Regions from separate parts of the Mus musculus genome. Here region 2 is linked to region 1. Evidence: chromatin contacts called from public HiChIP or PLAC-seq data. All regions are on one chromosome and are shown on one strand. Each heading gives the region's core, a stretch centred on a gene start, on an enhancer-like site or on the middle of the called end of the contact. The rest is flanking DNA. Distances are from core to core; before and after follow the strand shown. Region 1 holds the start of Arap1 (ArfGAP with RhoGAP domain, ankyrin repeat and PH domain 1). Region 2 holds the start of Gm19765 (predicted gene, 19765).

Evidence for each region. HiChIP or PLAC-seq counts read pairs in DNA pulled down with a chosen protein or histone mark.
Region 2: a contact with region 1 is called in an H3K27ac HiChIP or PLAC-seq map of microglia, with 7 times the contacts expected there. The contact joins the enhancer-like site here to the promoter of Arap1 in region 1. A contact is called at or near these places in 3 of 115 datasets of contacts at active chromatin or transcription factors (the SCID.adh cell line, bone marrow-derived macrophages and microglia) and 3 of 9 other capture datasets (adipose tissue, macrophages and pancreatic islet).

Annotation. Positions count from the first base shown.
Region 1 is chr7:101,343,392-101,350,856 of GRCm38.p6, reverse strand. Arap1 (ArfGAP with RhoGAP domain, ankyrin repeat and PH domain 1) reads right to left here and starts at 2,788. Exons shown (of 34, transcript NM_001040111.1): 1 at 2,658-2,788. Gm35219 (a long non-coding RNA gene) reads left to right here. Exons shown (of 5, transcript XR_003946844.1): 3 at 1-3,010; 4 at 3,119-3,215; 5 at 3,297-3,936. It overlaps Stard10 (START domain containing 10), which reads right to left. Exons shown (of 7, transcript NM_019990.5): 5 at 6,823-6,940; 6 at 5,170-5,222; 7 at 4,231-4,965. The coding sequence ends at 4,720.
Region 2 is chr7:101,547,440-101,554,904 of GRCm38.p6, reverse strand. Gm19765 (predicted gene, 19765) reads right to left here and starts at 7,033. Exons shown (of 3, transcript NR_166075.1): 1 at 6,924-7,033; 2 at 4,849-4,974. It also overlaps the pseudogene Art2a. Within about 2 kb of position 3,599, at least 59 of the 459 cell types and tissues checked have an H3K27ac peak or open chromatin away from gene starts, as enhancers often do. A contact at or near this core is called in the SCID.adh cell line, adipose tissue, bone marrow-derived macrophages and 1 more, where this site is marked.

The DNA of each region.
Region 1 (7,465 bases), core at 1,539-4,038:
TCACTCTATAGGTCAAGCTGGCCTTGAACTCAGAGATCTACCTGCCTCTGCTGCCTGAGTGTTAGGATGAAAGGCACAGGCCACCACACCTGACTCAGAAATCTTATAGAACAGGCTTTTCTTTCTGATCTGTAACCCAAAAAATGAGAGGGGCAGGGAGATATTCCACAGGAAAGCTGTGGGCACTGAGCCCTGAGCTGTGGCCCCTCACCACTCCTGATTTCTGTCATTTAGGGGACATTTGCTTCCTTGGGCAGGGACTGCTGTCCCCAGGGAGCCCCAGTTGGAATGGACAGGTCTGGGGGGTCTGGCTTGGGGGAGGGATAGGTGGACATGAAGCTATGTACTCTGTCAGAACTGGCGGGAGGGGTCCTGGTGTAAAATGTGAGCTCTGTGAAAACTATGCATTGAAGGGAACTTTCTATCTTTACTATCAGACATCGGGTTGTCATTCTGAGCACAGAACCTTTCTCTAAAACACAACATCCTCGTGCTGTCTGTGGAGGGACTAAGTCTGGCCTGATGGACTTGAAAGGAGTTGAGAGAGGCTGACTGTCATCCATATACCATGTACATGCTCCTCTGAGAAGGACATCCTATCAGTCCCCTCTGAAAGAGTGAGAGCCCAGAGATCTGAAGCAAGGTGGACAGGGCAGCTGTAGGACAAGAGGTACCAGCCCTCAAACAGTCCAGTACCCAGTTCAGGCTTCCAAGAGTTAAGACCCACAGCAAAAGGGGGAGGCAGGGTCAGTGCTGGACAGGCAGGCCCAGAGCCCAGGGCCTGCCTCCCCTCCCCCTCCCCTAGGAACAGAGGCCACTTGTTTGGGCATTGGCGGCTGGCTTTGAGCTCAGCCAAGAGAGTGGAGTGGGGAGGGAGAAGCCCTAGAGAATATTAGAGACAGAGGTCCTAGGCCTGGATCACCACTAGCCAGTGCTAGGCTCTCCGGCTCCCCTTTCCTTCACTCTGACTCTGGGCAGGATTCACACTGGCCTGACTCTTGGTCTGTCCTTGGAACACAATGGCAGGCTAATCATCCCACCCTCGGATGTGGAAAGGGGACTCTGAAAAGGACGGAGTGTGGCAAAGTCAGACAGGGCTTGGTAGCAGTGCTAGAACTCCAGATGCCCATACCCCATCTTCATAGACGTCCATAGAAACCTGCCCTGAGCCTTGCCATTACCCGGAACTGACAACCAGGCTGGAAGGCACTGCAACTTGCAGCCCACATCTGAACCCTGAAGTCTCACAGAACACGGGGACTTGGATGAGGAGGAAACTTGGTGGGGAACACCTTTGCCCAGAAACTGACTCTCCTCTGCATGGTGGGGACCAAATAAGGAGGCCTGAACGTCCAAATGAAACCTGGGGCGTCGGGGCCATCACCTCCTCACAGCCAGCAGTAGCCTGCCTGGGACATCTCACTTGTACCCTATTCCAGTGAGCAAACGGTCACTGGGGAGCAGGGTCCCCAGGCCGGGGTCTAAATAAACTTTAGCCAGGTATAAATCCCAAGGATGGGTTCTCTGCACATCCTCCCTTGCCACCCCTTACAGCCACACCCACATCCCTTGCCTCTCCTCCGGAAGGTTATCAGTATCCCTGCTGTGCGGCACAAGCTCTGCCCTCACCTTGCAGCCAGTCTTAGCAAACAGCCACTTAACTACCAAGGCTCATCCAGGCATCCTCTCCTCCCCAGGTCTGCACCTGTCCACGCCTGTCTCTGGGTTCTGCTGAATTTCTTCTACCCTATAATGACGCTGCTAGGAGCCTAGGCTTCCCTTAGCAGGACAGTCACAACTTTCCAAGTACAGGTTATCAGGGTCCCCTGGACCCAACAGTAGTCAAATCCTTACCTGAGCATCCCCAAGTCTAACCCTGAATCCCGAACCCCCAGTCTAGGCATTAGGGAAGCTTTCCCTAAGACACTGAATTTAGAGAAACATAAGTCAGACAACCTGGCTCCTAATCACCCAGCACCCAAATCTACCCACGGAGATCTGTGTCCAAACACCTACCCGCCTCCTCCCCAAAAGCCCCCATCCCCCGCTGCACTGCAAACCTGCTCTAAGCCCATCCACCCATTCCCAGCCTGACCCCATTCAACGAACACACCCCTTCTTTCCTGGCAACTGGGCCAGGTAAGCTCTAGAGAAACCATGCCCCCATTAACTGGTGGGGAATTGAGGTGCGGAGGACGGAAGTAGCTTGCCCAAGGTTACCAACACCTCAGGTCCAGGGCTAAAGTCCTAAAGCTTTGCGAGGCTGTACCAAAGCCTCAGGTCCACGGCTAAAGTCCTAAAGCTTTGCGAGGCTGTAAGAATGTCCGGGGTAGACTAGGTAGAAGTCTTCATTTCTCAAGTGGGAAAGCCAAGCTGCCTGACGCTACTGGCTCCGGAGCCTGCAAGCCCTAAAGCAGAAGAGCTGACGGCTGAAAGCTGGTGTCCACCAGCTCACTTTCTCTGTCCCTACGAGTCTGGCTAGATGACTTCACCTCCAGAGGCGACCCCACTTCACTTCATCCCCAGGCAAGAGCGCGCACCAGATGACCCCGGGAAAATTGAGCGGGTGGGGGTGGGGGGCTCACCATTCCCTTCTGAGGAATGGGGGCAGTGCAAGCCACAACTGGCGATTGGGAGGTCCCAGCAACCTCACTGACCTGTTTTGAGCGAAGAGAACTCCACGAGGTGGGACTCGGGGTCCCGGTACCGTCTGTCACACGCGGCCGCAGCCAACTCGCGGCAGCGGTCCGGGCGCGCCCACCTCGCTCGGCGCTTCCGCCCGCCCCACGTGACACCGGGGGACGTGAGGGCGGGGAACGGGCAGGGAGCCGGCCGGTCCCGCCCCCAGCCTAGTCCGGATCTTCAATACCCTAGGCAGACCGGACCGCCGGGTTTGTGTCTCTCCTTTATCCTTAGCTTGCTAAGGCTTTGAGGCTCATGTCTAGTCTATCCTGTCCCTGCTGAGACTCCACGGATCCTTGAGTCTCCATGCCTCGACACCCCTGTTCTGGTGAGTCTATCCTCTGGGAGAGGACACACACACAACCATTGGAGGCGGGACAACCACCTTCCCTGGGAGTCCTGTGCACCATTCTTAGTACTCTGCTTCTGTCCCCAGGACTGCATCTCCCTGCAGAAGGCGCTGGGAAAGGCCCACCAGAGTCTGGCAGCTTCTCACCTCCTCCCCAGAGAGATGAAATCCCTAGACTTGGCAGGTATTTCTGGATCCTGAGGCTAGCCTCTGGGACCAGCCAAACCAGGGGCCTTAATTTAGCTGGGCTTCCATTTTTCCATAGGAACAGTGGGCATATTTGGAAGAACAGTCATCAGCAGGGTGGGTCAAGGGGCTTTTGCCCTGAAAGGAGGAAGATGCCCTTTAATCAGAGCCTATTACATGCCTGGTCCAGTGGTGAACAATTTGTTCTGATTAATTAAAAAAAAAAAAAAACTCACACTTGCATAAGGGTAAAAATTATCACCCTAGGTTATAGGTTAGGAAATGAGAGTCTGACATTCTCAGGGTGTTCTCAAAGCCATTATGGGCAGACCTAGGGCTGGATGTTCCAGGTGACAGGGTCCTGTCCAGGCCTCTCCACAGAAACTGTTCTCTGGGAAACACTTGACTGTTAGCCCAGTAAGGTTTTCCACTGGCAGGGCTTTCCAGGAGAGGTGAATAGGGTCAGATCTTGAGTTCTTTCCAGACCCCAAGTTCTTGTGGTGCCAAAAATACCAGAGAAAAGCAGGGCCTAAGACTAACTCTGGGACTCGGCATCCCTTGGACAGCAGAGGCAGCCCAGGCTTCCCTCTAGATCTCAGAGCAGCTAGGCATAAGTGAGGGTTGACACTTGGTCAGGGGACCTCACGATTCCTGTGACCAGCCTAAGGTCTTTAACACTAAGTGCAGTGGAAGTGTCTTCACCAGTACCCACCCCTCCCCCTCCTCCAGTACCCACCCCTCCCCCTCCTCCAGTACCCACACCTCTCCCTCCTCCAGTACACACCCCTCCCCCTCCTCCAGTACCCACCCCCTCCCTCCTCCAGTACCCACACCTCCCCCTCCTCCAGTACCCACACCTCTCCCTCTTCCAGTCCATACCCCCCTCCCTCCTCCAGTACCCACCTCTCTCTCTCCTCCAGTTCACACTGCCTCAACTCAGTTCTGAGGCCTTCAGCCCTAGTCTTTGACCTGTGAGTCCCTCCCCTTCTTTCTGTGATGACAGGAGCCAGTCAGAGTATGCCAGATCAACTGTTTAAAGCTAGCTTGGACCAGAAGTCCATCACACAGTAGAAGCCTGACCTCAGGTTAGACCAGCTCCTCTTAAGAGCCCTGAAAAAATGAGCAAACCACCTTTGTGACCAGAAAAATGAATGTGCAAATGAACGAAAAGAAAGGAACCACAGGAAAGGAGGGGGCAACAAGCTCCACCCTACGTTACAAGACGCCTATAGGGACAGCAGTCCTGTGAACAATAAGAGTATTAAGGAAAATAACTGTAGAACAGAGCAGCGTGGGGCTGAGCAGATGAGAAGCAGGCACAAAGAGCTGGCTGGGGCTGTGTGGTTCATTTATTGGGGCCATGTCCAGCCATGCCGCAGCCACCTGGGCAGGAGCCCAGTGCCCCCCCAGAAGGCAGGTGGGGGAAGGGAGGAAGTGCAGAAGGCTCAGTGCCCCAGGGTTCCACCCCAGTCTGGTCTTGGTCCTTGCAGAGAGCCGGTCACTCAGGTGAGCGAGGTGTCATCGTCGCTGCCCTCTCCTCCCGCACCGCCTGCCCGCTCCTCGCGGCTCTCTGTCACTGCACTCTCATCGATGTTCTCCAGTGAGTCTGCATGTTGCACCGACAACTCTGACAGCGCCAGGCTGGGCAATGGGCTCTGCTCCGGGTGCAGCCATGGCTTGAAATGAGGCTGGTGTTTCTGCTTCCACTCGGGGTACTTGATGCAGGCCTTGTACATCTTCTTCATGGCCTGTAGACCATTCGAACATTGTTAGGGGTGCCTGGAGGGCCACACCCCTCCAGAGCCCTCCTGCGGTGTACAGTAGTCCCCAGTGTCCCAACTACGGCCATGGGTAGACCTGGTTCATCAGCCATCACCCAGTGTTGACTCTGCCCCTGCCCTACTCCTCAGTGCTACCCCCTCCCCCATGTCCCAGAGCACACAGCCACTTACCTTGGGGGCCAGGAACTGAGATGACTTATTCACCACCCACTTGGGTAAGGAGCCTGTGGGGGCAGGGAGAAGCCCTTAGGCACCCAGCCCCACCCACTGCCAGCCCCCCTCCCTCTTCAGAGTTTGTGGGGAGGCCACCCCCTTGGCATTCCTTCTCAGATCCCCCAAGCTCATCTCTGGCCCCACTGTCTGTCTGCTGAGCTCCAGTTCAGAGAAGAAAACCACACGGCCCTAGGTAACCACAAGTGACCTGTGGTGTGACATTCTGACCTACCAAGCTCCAGCCTGTCACCTCCTTCTCCTCACACTAATAGCCTAGGTCTGTCCCTGAGGCTCAGCCTCTCTCCTGTCTGTCCTGCTGAGCCTCCTAAGACATCTTAGGCTCAGCACTCTAGTCTAGCCCGCCCTGGAATCCATAGGCCAGCTCTCCACCTGTCTCCCTCCAAGTTCCTGCTCTGTACACACAGAACACTCATAAAGAGCAGGGAACCCTGACCTAGGCTGCGGGGTATCCCTGTCAATGACAATCCTGTCTTTACGTGTTCAGTCACCAACTCACTCCACATTCTGTGACACCCACCCTGCACCTGTCTGGACACTCACAACAGGAATTCAGTGTGTGACATTTCAACACAGACTGGTGTTCTGCTGGAGGGGGATGGGCCCTGAAACAGGCAGCAGGCTCTCACTCTGGGAGTCAGGGACTCCGGGAGCACTGAGTAAGAAGCAGAGGTTCAGGGAGCTAGCTGAGGATAAAGGCTGGAGGGACATGGAGGTAAGAAGTGGAAGGGCATGAGGGGGCTAGAGATCCCCCTTCCCCGCCCTGGGCAGGGGCTCTGGCTGGACTCAGAGGGCAACAGAGTCACAGTGACATTTTAAGCAGGTGAGTCAGAGGAAGTAAGTGTTGTTTTTATCTCCTCTAGTAGCTTGTTTGGACAAACAAAGTGGCTGAGTACCAGAAGAATGATAGGCTGGGAGCTGTCAGAGGGTGAAAAGGTGAGAACAGGGGCTAAGTATGTTAACACGGGCCTGGAATTCCCAGCATGCGGGAGACAAAGTCAGGATGATGGCGAGTTCAAGACCAGCCTGGGTGAGTCAGAAGAAAGGGAGGGAGGAAGAGAGAGACTAAGTGCTACATTTAGGAGCTGACAAGGAGAAGCTGGCCCCAATTAACTAGCAAGTTCTAAACAAAGGGGACCAGAAAGCAAGCTACTGATCTGATGAAGGGTGGGTCTAAGAAGGGCAATGGTGAGTTCACGGTTGGGTACAACAAGTCTCAGGTGTCCAGAAGACATCCTGAGGAAGATGTCTAGGAGGATAACCACCTCAACAGAGATGAGGGCTCATCTGTCGCAGACGTGAGCTGAAAGAACAGCTTGGAAAGCTCAGGCCTCTGGGATGTGGCCGAAGGAGATGCGGTGGTGAGAGCAGGTCCAGGCTAGGAATGCTAGCACCAGGAAGGCAGTTCCAAACTCCCGAGAGGAGCACTGGCCGCCTCGTGGGTCCATTGCTTTCAAACCACTAGCTTTGGCTAGAGATCCCCCAGTACTAAACAGCTCCTAACAGACGGCCTTCAGATAGCCTGGCAGATCCAGTTCATTCCCTGTACAGGGAAGGAGCCCCTGCTGATGGACTGCAGGGCCAAGCCCTCACCTTTGGGGTCCACTTGGGCCAGGTAGGTGATGACGCAGCTCTTGGGCCCCGTGCTCTGGATGAGGTAGCCCGTCTGGATGGACACAGCTCGGACCAAGTCTTTCCGAGGTGGGTATTTCTGGGGATGGAAGGCACAGGGAGGTGAGACTTGGGTGGAGTCAGAGGGACTGCCTCTATAAGGTACACACACACACACACACACACACACACACACACACACACACACACGAACCCATAGCTGTTCACATTTCTTGACAACTGTGCCCGTCCAGACCTAATGTAGGTTAAGGAAAAATAATCAGGCCAGGCCATCCTTGCCCCCTCTCACTTGTGCTTTCTCTGTGCCATTAGGGAAGTGCCAGGCTATGTCAGGGCTTATGCGTGTTTGTGGGCACTGAACCCTTGCCTAGGCTAACTACACCTGCCTGCCCTCTCTGCCCAGGGAGTTCAAGTGAGTCCCACCACAGGAACCTGCCTTCTAGTTCCTGCTAGCCCATTTATAGGCCAGCCTCACTCATCCCAAGGGCTGGTCCACCCACATCAGGTCATCCCACCCACTCACGGCAGAGCCGGCCCATACTGCCCTTTCCCTGAGCTACTGGACAGGCCCCGAAGGGAAGTCATTATCCTCAATGTGCAGGAA
Region 2 (7,465 bases), core at 2,350-4,849, 200 kb before region 1:
TTCAGTTTACCGAGGTACTAATGTCAGGTTTCGTTACACTGGGAAGGGCTCTGTGTGATTTGGGCATTTTGCATCCTCTTCTTTAAACCGGAGTGTAGCTACTTCTAGTCCATTTTTCAATGGACAGGGGACATTATTTATCATCAAAACCTGCTTGGGGGCTCACATCAAACATTGTTCCTACTATACTCATGAAGAGGAGGTGTTAATTCCAGGCTATGAAGTATTTCACAAAGTCAAAACACAAAGTGTCGAACGGTATATCCAAATTTCTCTGGACTCCCCAAAAAGGAAGAAGAGCAACTTTAATTGCTTCTATAGCGGTTCTACTCAAGCAGCCAACGTTAGCAGCTTAGGTAAGACTGGGTCTGTATTAGAGATGGCAGGGGACCTCATGGAATGGAAGAGGGGGTGCTCCTTATTAGAAGCCACATAGTAGATCTTGCCCATGGCTAGGATGCCTGGAATGGTGAATGGTAGCATCGGTAAGCCCAGGGCATGTAGCTCAGTGACAGTGTGTCAGAAATGATTGAAACAGTGAACAACTTCAGGAAAAAGCTCTTACTAGGGGCTCCTCACGATGAGTGACATGTGTCATCTGCAGCTGTTTCTCCATCCTTTCAAACTAAAGATGCCCGTGTTTGGGGGGGTCTCCAAGCATGTATACCCATCATGCTTTGTGGCCTGAGTTCTCTTCATCCTTTGACCAGATATCTCATTCAATGCAAGCAAAGACTCCATCAATTTTGTCATGGTAATTACCTTTCAAGGCACAGTTCAAGTACCACTTATCATAGTAATCCTTCCTTAATACTTCCAGAGAAAACTACTGTACCATGCTCTCTGTCATAACTTTGGAGTCAGACTCAGAGGTTCTCTGGTTCAAACACCACTAGTTCTGTGAGACTCTTGGCAAGTTACTAGGTATCTGTGCCCCTGTTTTTTTTCCATTTCAGTATTAAAGACCCAAATAACAAATATTCTAGTAGTATTGCCATGAGAATTAAAAGAAATTCATTCAAGATATATTACTTGATATGTATATATCGTTTAACAAATGCTGTTTGATTTTAAATATGAAGGACACTGTTCACATCTCAGGTATTTGATTCTAATTCATATTGATGAGGAACTCAATACTTACAGAAAAATCTCTTGCTTACAATCTAGGGACCTTGTCTCCTATCACCCACCACTCAGGATCTGGGGATTGTCTGACTTACATCCTGGCTCCACCTAATGTTGTCTAGGATGTTAAGTTTGACTGAAAGCCCAAGGAGCCAACTTGAAATGAGTTACAGTTTGAGGAGTGTGCACAGAGTAGTCTTTGGTCTAAGTAGCCCTAACACTCTGAAGGGTTTCTGCAAACATGAGAAGTCTTTGGAGGCAGAAGTGAAACTAGGGGGAATTATCACAGGGATTTTATGTGCTTGCATAGAGACCTTTTGATTTTGAATCAGTCCCAGGGAAACCATGATATCTACCCAGGTACAGAGTCCACCAAGAAAGATGCTGCCCTTCTGGAGCAAATGGCCCATGTCCAGTCCAGGAAGGCTTGAAAGCCACAGATAAGCTCTAGATCACACCAGCTAGTATAGAATACATGATGCTTCAACAGTAGATCTTCAGAAGTTTTATACCTAGAATCCTCTTCTTAGGTGAAGAAGGCAAAGCCATGTAGGCTTTCTATCATCATCATCATCATCATCTTCTTCTTCTTCTTCTTCTTCTTCTTCTTCTTCTTCTTCTTCTTCTTCTTCTTCTTCTTCTTCTTCTTCTTCTTCTTCTTCATCATCATTCTAGACAGTATCTTAGAGCACAGAACCTGGGACATGGTGGCAATCCATCCATTAGCTCACTCTCCTGGAATCTGAGTACTTTATCAACAGTACTGAGTGTGCTGGAAGAGTATAACCAGGCACCCTATCCCTCTAGAGCCTACTGTCTTAGGTTTTGAGCTATATATAAAATTCGGGATGTTTAAGGGAGAAATTCATGTCCTGAGAGATCCCACACTGAACACTCTCTTTCTCCTTCCTTCTTCAGGATCCAGAGAGAGCTGTGTATCCCTGTTCCTTGTGGTTCTCCTCGGTCTTCTGGTCCAGCAGCTTACTCTTGCTGAGCTGTAGCCCTCTCCTGTGTGCAGTTTGTGGGTGTGAGTGTTAAAGGGAGGCCAAGGGGGCAAGCCCTGATTGGTTGTTTAAGAACTGTGGAAGGGGGAAGGGTGGGGTTCTTTGAGGGGAGGTCTGCTTTAGCATTCATGACATCTATAAGCATCCAAGGTATCTTCTGGGTCTGTCTTGAAACTTTGCACTTTGACTTCAAATTACGACTCTTTCCACACTTTGCTATGATCAAAAAGCAATGTTTATCTGCCTCGTCAGCAGTAAGAGATTTAAAGTATGCAATTCGTGGTGAATTTTATAATCTAGGGAAATAAAAATTTATAATCACAGCTTGCTTTATAACTAGATATTTCTATAAATTTTATTATTTGTCTGAGAAGCTCTTCTAAAGTATGAAATCTGATTCCCACACTTCTGCAGCTGAGAAAGTTCATATTCCACATTTCTCACAGACGCTCTTGCAGGACAAGTTCCATGGGCCATAAACATCAGTTTTGATCCAGTTAAAATCTACTCCCTACTCTACCCCATTAGAAATACAACCAGCTACTGAGCCCTGTCAGTTTACTTGAATAACCTTGATTGTCTCTAAAGACATAATTAAGCAAATTAATTTTTTGAGTCAGGGTTCCTCTGTGTAACACACCTGCCTGTAGTAGAAATTTCTTTGTAGAATAGGCTAGCCTCAAATTCACAGAGATATGCCTGCCTCTGCCTGCTGAATGCTGGGATTAATGGCATGTACCACCACCCCCTGGCTAAGGTCATTAAATTTTTAAAATTGTATTATTTCTGTATGTGCATGATGTGGGTGTGCTAATGCCTCAGAATGTGGGAAGGGATTGTTGGGAGCAAACAAAGAGACTTGTTCTAAGTGCTGCCATTTTGTTTTCCGACTCCACTTAATCATAGGGGGAAACTAAGTTCAAGGCCCCAGCCCTAGGGAAACTGGGGACTTCCCAATAGCTGAAGTCTGTTGTAAAGTGACAGTTGTCTGAGTTCAGCTATCTCAGGGGCAACTTCTCTGTTTTGCTGGCAGGGTCAAACTAAGTTCATATTCCCAGGCCCAGAAACCAACTCCTATCCTGACATAAGTGGAAACTCCCTTATGTCAAAATATGGTTGGAGAATGCTACAGTCCACCACACAGTCCCTCAATTTATGATTTCATTCTTTAAATATGCTGTCTGACTTCCCTTCAGGGTTGGAGTTCAGCTCCTGAGTCTGTTCTGCAGCCCTGATCTAGCCTTAGCAGCTTGATTACAATGAGTTTTTGTCATCTGCCTCAGCCTGGTGTTTGAGTTCTGTTGGATCTAAGCAGACCCCATAACAGGGTCAGAAGATAACTCAGGGCATCAGCTCTCTCCTTCCACCCTTATGAACGTTCCAGGAATCAAACTCAGGTTCTCAGCATACACAGGAAGCATTTTAACCGCTGAACCAGCTCACCTCCCAGACAGGCACATTTTGAGGCATATATGGGTCAGGAAGTCTGTGCCCTGTATTTACCAAGGGTGGGTTCAGCTCACGTGAACAAAGATTCCCTTACTCCCCCTTCCCCACTCTCCATGCATGAAGATAGTCCTGTCTTGTTTGCCAGTAAGCAACAGCCAATGTTTGAATTGTGCAAGATGAAACAAGGTGATCTGGTTGCAGTGGTGCTCGCCTTTAGTCCCAGCACCCAGGAGACGAGGCAAAAGAATCTTATGACTTTAAGGCCAGCCTGGTCTATGTAGCAAGTTTCCAGGGAGCCAGAGATACATAATGAAACCTGCCTTAAAACAACAACATTACAACAACAGCAACAAAACAAACAAGCACACACCAAAAAACCCCAGCAAAACAAAACCCCAAAAAACCCAGCAAAACAAAACATTGTCGATAGAGTCAAAAAAAACTGAACCACTCAGGCACAGACAGGAAGTGGATCACAGGGGTGGCCTTTAAAACTCAGGGTAGGAAAGTAGATTCAATAAATGGAATGAAGGCAACTGGCTCTCAGATCCTTACACGAGCCTGTTAAGTAACATTCATGGTAAACCACTGCTTGGAACAAGACTCCTATGCCAGGCCCCAGCTGACCAGTTCTTTCTTGCCTCTGAAACCAGTTCCCACTGCTCAGCAGGATAGCGGACTCCTTCTGTTTTGTGGAACAAGATGTTGCCTGGCTCTGGAGTAGATACTAAAAGGCCAATTTGATCTCTAAGCTAAACCTGCTCTCTCCCTTTCCCCCTCTCCCTCCCCTCCCCTCTCTCTGTTTTTCAAGACACCATACATAAGAGTCCTCCTGAAAACGGGCTGGAAAGGTGCCTCAGTGGTTAAGAGCACTGTCTGTTCTTCCAAAGCTCTGAGTTTAATTCCCAGCAACCACACAAAGGCTCTCAACCATCTGTAATGGGATCTGATGCCTTTTTCTGGTATATCTAAAGACAGTGTATTCACATTCATAAAATAAATAAATCTTTTTTTAAAGTTACCTGAAAAATTAAAGGTTTAAATGTAAAAAATTAACTTCTGAAATTATTACTAAAATGTAGAAAAATATTTATCATCAGAGCAAGGGGGGGGGGGTCAGGAGAGGCTTATTTCATCTCCATGCCTAATTCAGACCACCCACCCAGGGCTCTGTTCATAGTCCCTCCTGGAATGCAGGATGCTTGGGACACCAACACAACCATTCTCCCACAGTTTCTGAGGCAAGATAAGGGGACAATATACGAACGTGTGACTGGATCCCTGGGTCTTCCTTTATCACTGTTCATAATGATATTATCCTCTTCAGACACAGTTCAGTGATCAAAGCAAGTCACCCAGCTATCTCGAGCTTCAAAAAATGCCTTCAAGATGTCTGCAAGGGCAAGAAAGGGAGGTCACTTACAACAAACCTGATTCATTGAGAAATATTTCTTGAGACCACGAAAAGCACAGTCAAAGAGAAACAAAACCAGCACAATTATAACAATGTTGTGTTAATTAGTTTTCTTACTGCTGTGATCAGATAATCAACGGGAGCAACTTAAGGGAGAAAGGATTTATTTTGGCTCAATGTTCAGGGCATGAAGAGTTCATTAGTTGCCAGGCATAGTGGCACAGACCTTTGATCCCAGAGCTATGGCGGTAGGTGCAGACAAATCTCTGAGTTTGAGATCAGCCTCATCTACACAGAGAAATCCAGGACAGCCAGGGCTACATAAAGGGATCCTGTCTTAAAAACAAAACAAAGATTCCATCTAGAGGACTGCAGATGCAAAGACCCACAGCTAAATATTAGGCAGAGCTTGGGGAGTCCTGAAGAGGAAGGGGAGGAGTCAGAGGGGTCAGGGTCACTACAAGAACATGGCCTACAGGATCAACTGACTGGGACTAAGTGAGCTCACAGAGATCGGGAAGCCGGTAGGGGTCTGACCTAGGTTCCCTGGTGTGTGTATATCTTATGGTTGTGTAGCTTGGTGATCTTATAGGATTCCCAACAGTCAGGACAGGGGCTGTCTCTGACTCATTTGCCAGCTTTTGGGACCCTTTTCCTTCTACTGGGTTGCCCTGTCTCCCCTTATATGAAAGAATTTGCTGTATTTTGTTGATGTCCCTGGAAGACCTGTTCTTTTCTGAGAGGAGGTGGAGAGAGGATGTAGATCTGGGGGGAAGGGGAAGTGGGGGCAAACTGGGGGGAGTTGACGGGGGGGGGGAGAGAAGGGAACTGTGTTGGGCTGTAATATATGAGAGAAGAATAAATTAAAAAGGGAAAAAATGCATGGCTCAAGAAGGAACTAAGAAATCACAGGGAGTTCCGGAAAGTTACACGATTCACAAGGTTCCCCCCAAAGTCTGTATAATCAGTAACAATGACTGTGGGAGGGAGACTGCACTGGTCCAGCAATCTTGAAACCAGCAGGGGGCTTGAGGAATTCAGTTTCATAAAGTCTTGCCCATGCTCAGAAGGGCTTTTTGGAGAAGCAACTGCCTTGAGTATTTGTGTTTCTATAAGTAGCCCCAATAAACTCTCTGGTTCACTAAGCCTAAAGAAAAAAAAAAAAAAAGGGAGGTGGTTCAGTTTGTGGCAGTAGATGTCTATAGCACAAAATTTATCTGGGGCACAGATCGGGAAGCAGAGAGCTTGTGCCTGAAGCAAGGCCAAGCTATAACTCTTGGTAAGCCATGCAAACCTTGGGTTCCAAAAGTTCCCTACATCTTCCCCAAATAATGCTGCCACCTGGGACCTAAATATTCAAGCTTTCACCCTCAAACTATAGCAAATATGAACAGTTAAAGTGAACTGGTTACTAACCGTATATCGGGCACTCACTGTGACAAAGACCTTACAGATTTCATTCTCAAGATAGGGCTACCAATATAGTGCAGCATCTGCCAGTTAACTAACTAACTCTCATCAGTTACATCTGAAGGACTCACATGGTGGAGGGAGAACACTGCCTCCAGGTTGCCCTCTGACCTCCACACACATGTCACTGTGCCTGTACCTGCACACACACACCCATAAACAAGTACATGAATAAAAAGTCAATGAAATTTTTTTCATAACTTCTGTCTTAGTTAGAGTTTTATTGCTGTGAGGAGACAACATGACCATGGCAACTCTTTTTTTATTATTATTATTATTATTATTATTATTATTATTATTATTATAAGACAGGGTTTCTTTGTGTAGCTTTGGCTAAACTTACAGAGAGATCTGCCTACCTCTGCCTCCCAAGTGCTGGGATTAAAGGCATGCATCACCCCCACCCAGCAACCATGGCAACACATATAAATAAAAACATTTCATTGGGGCTGGCTTACAGTTTCAGAGGTTTAGTCCATTATCGTCATGGCAGCATGCAGGCAGACATGGTGCTGGAGAAGGAGCTGAGAGTTCTGCATCTTGATCTGCAGGAGCAGAAAGAGACTATGAGTCACACGGGGCATAACTAGAGCATATATAAAGCCTGTGCCCACAGTGACACACTTCCTCCAACAAGGCCACACCTAATAGGGCCACTCCCTGTGAGCCAAGCATTTAAACACATGAGTTTCTGGGGTCCATGCCTACACAAACCACCACAACTTCGTAAGACAAGTTCTATTGAAGTAGGCTAAGATGACAGTGGAACTAAAGGAGAGGGGACACAGGAAAAGAGCCCACCACTTGGATCTGATTTAAGTCTCATGTTGGCTGAGAACCAAGAAGTTCAACACAACTGACTAAACTTACAAAAGACTAGACCCCTTTCTCTAAGAAAATCCCAAAGTCAAAGTTTTGAACCATGTTATAATCAACATGTTTCTTGACCCCCCCTCATGACCTACCTACTTATACTAAGAATTCCTTTGAGCTTATTGGA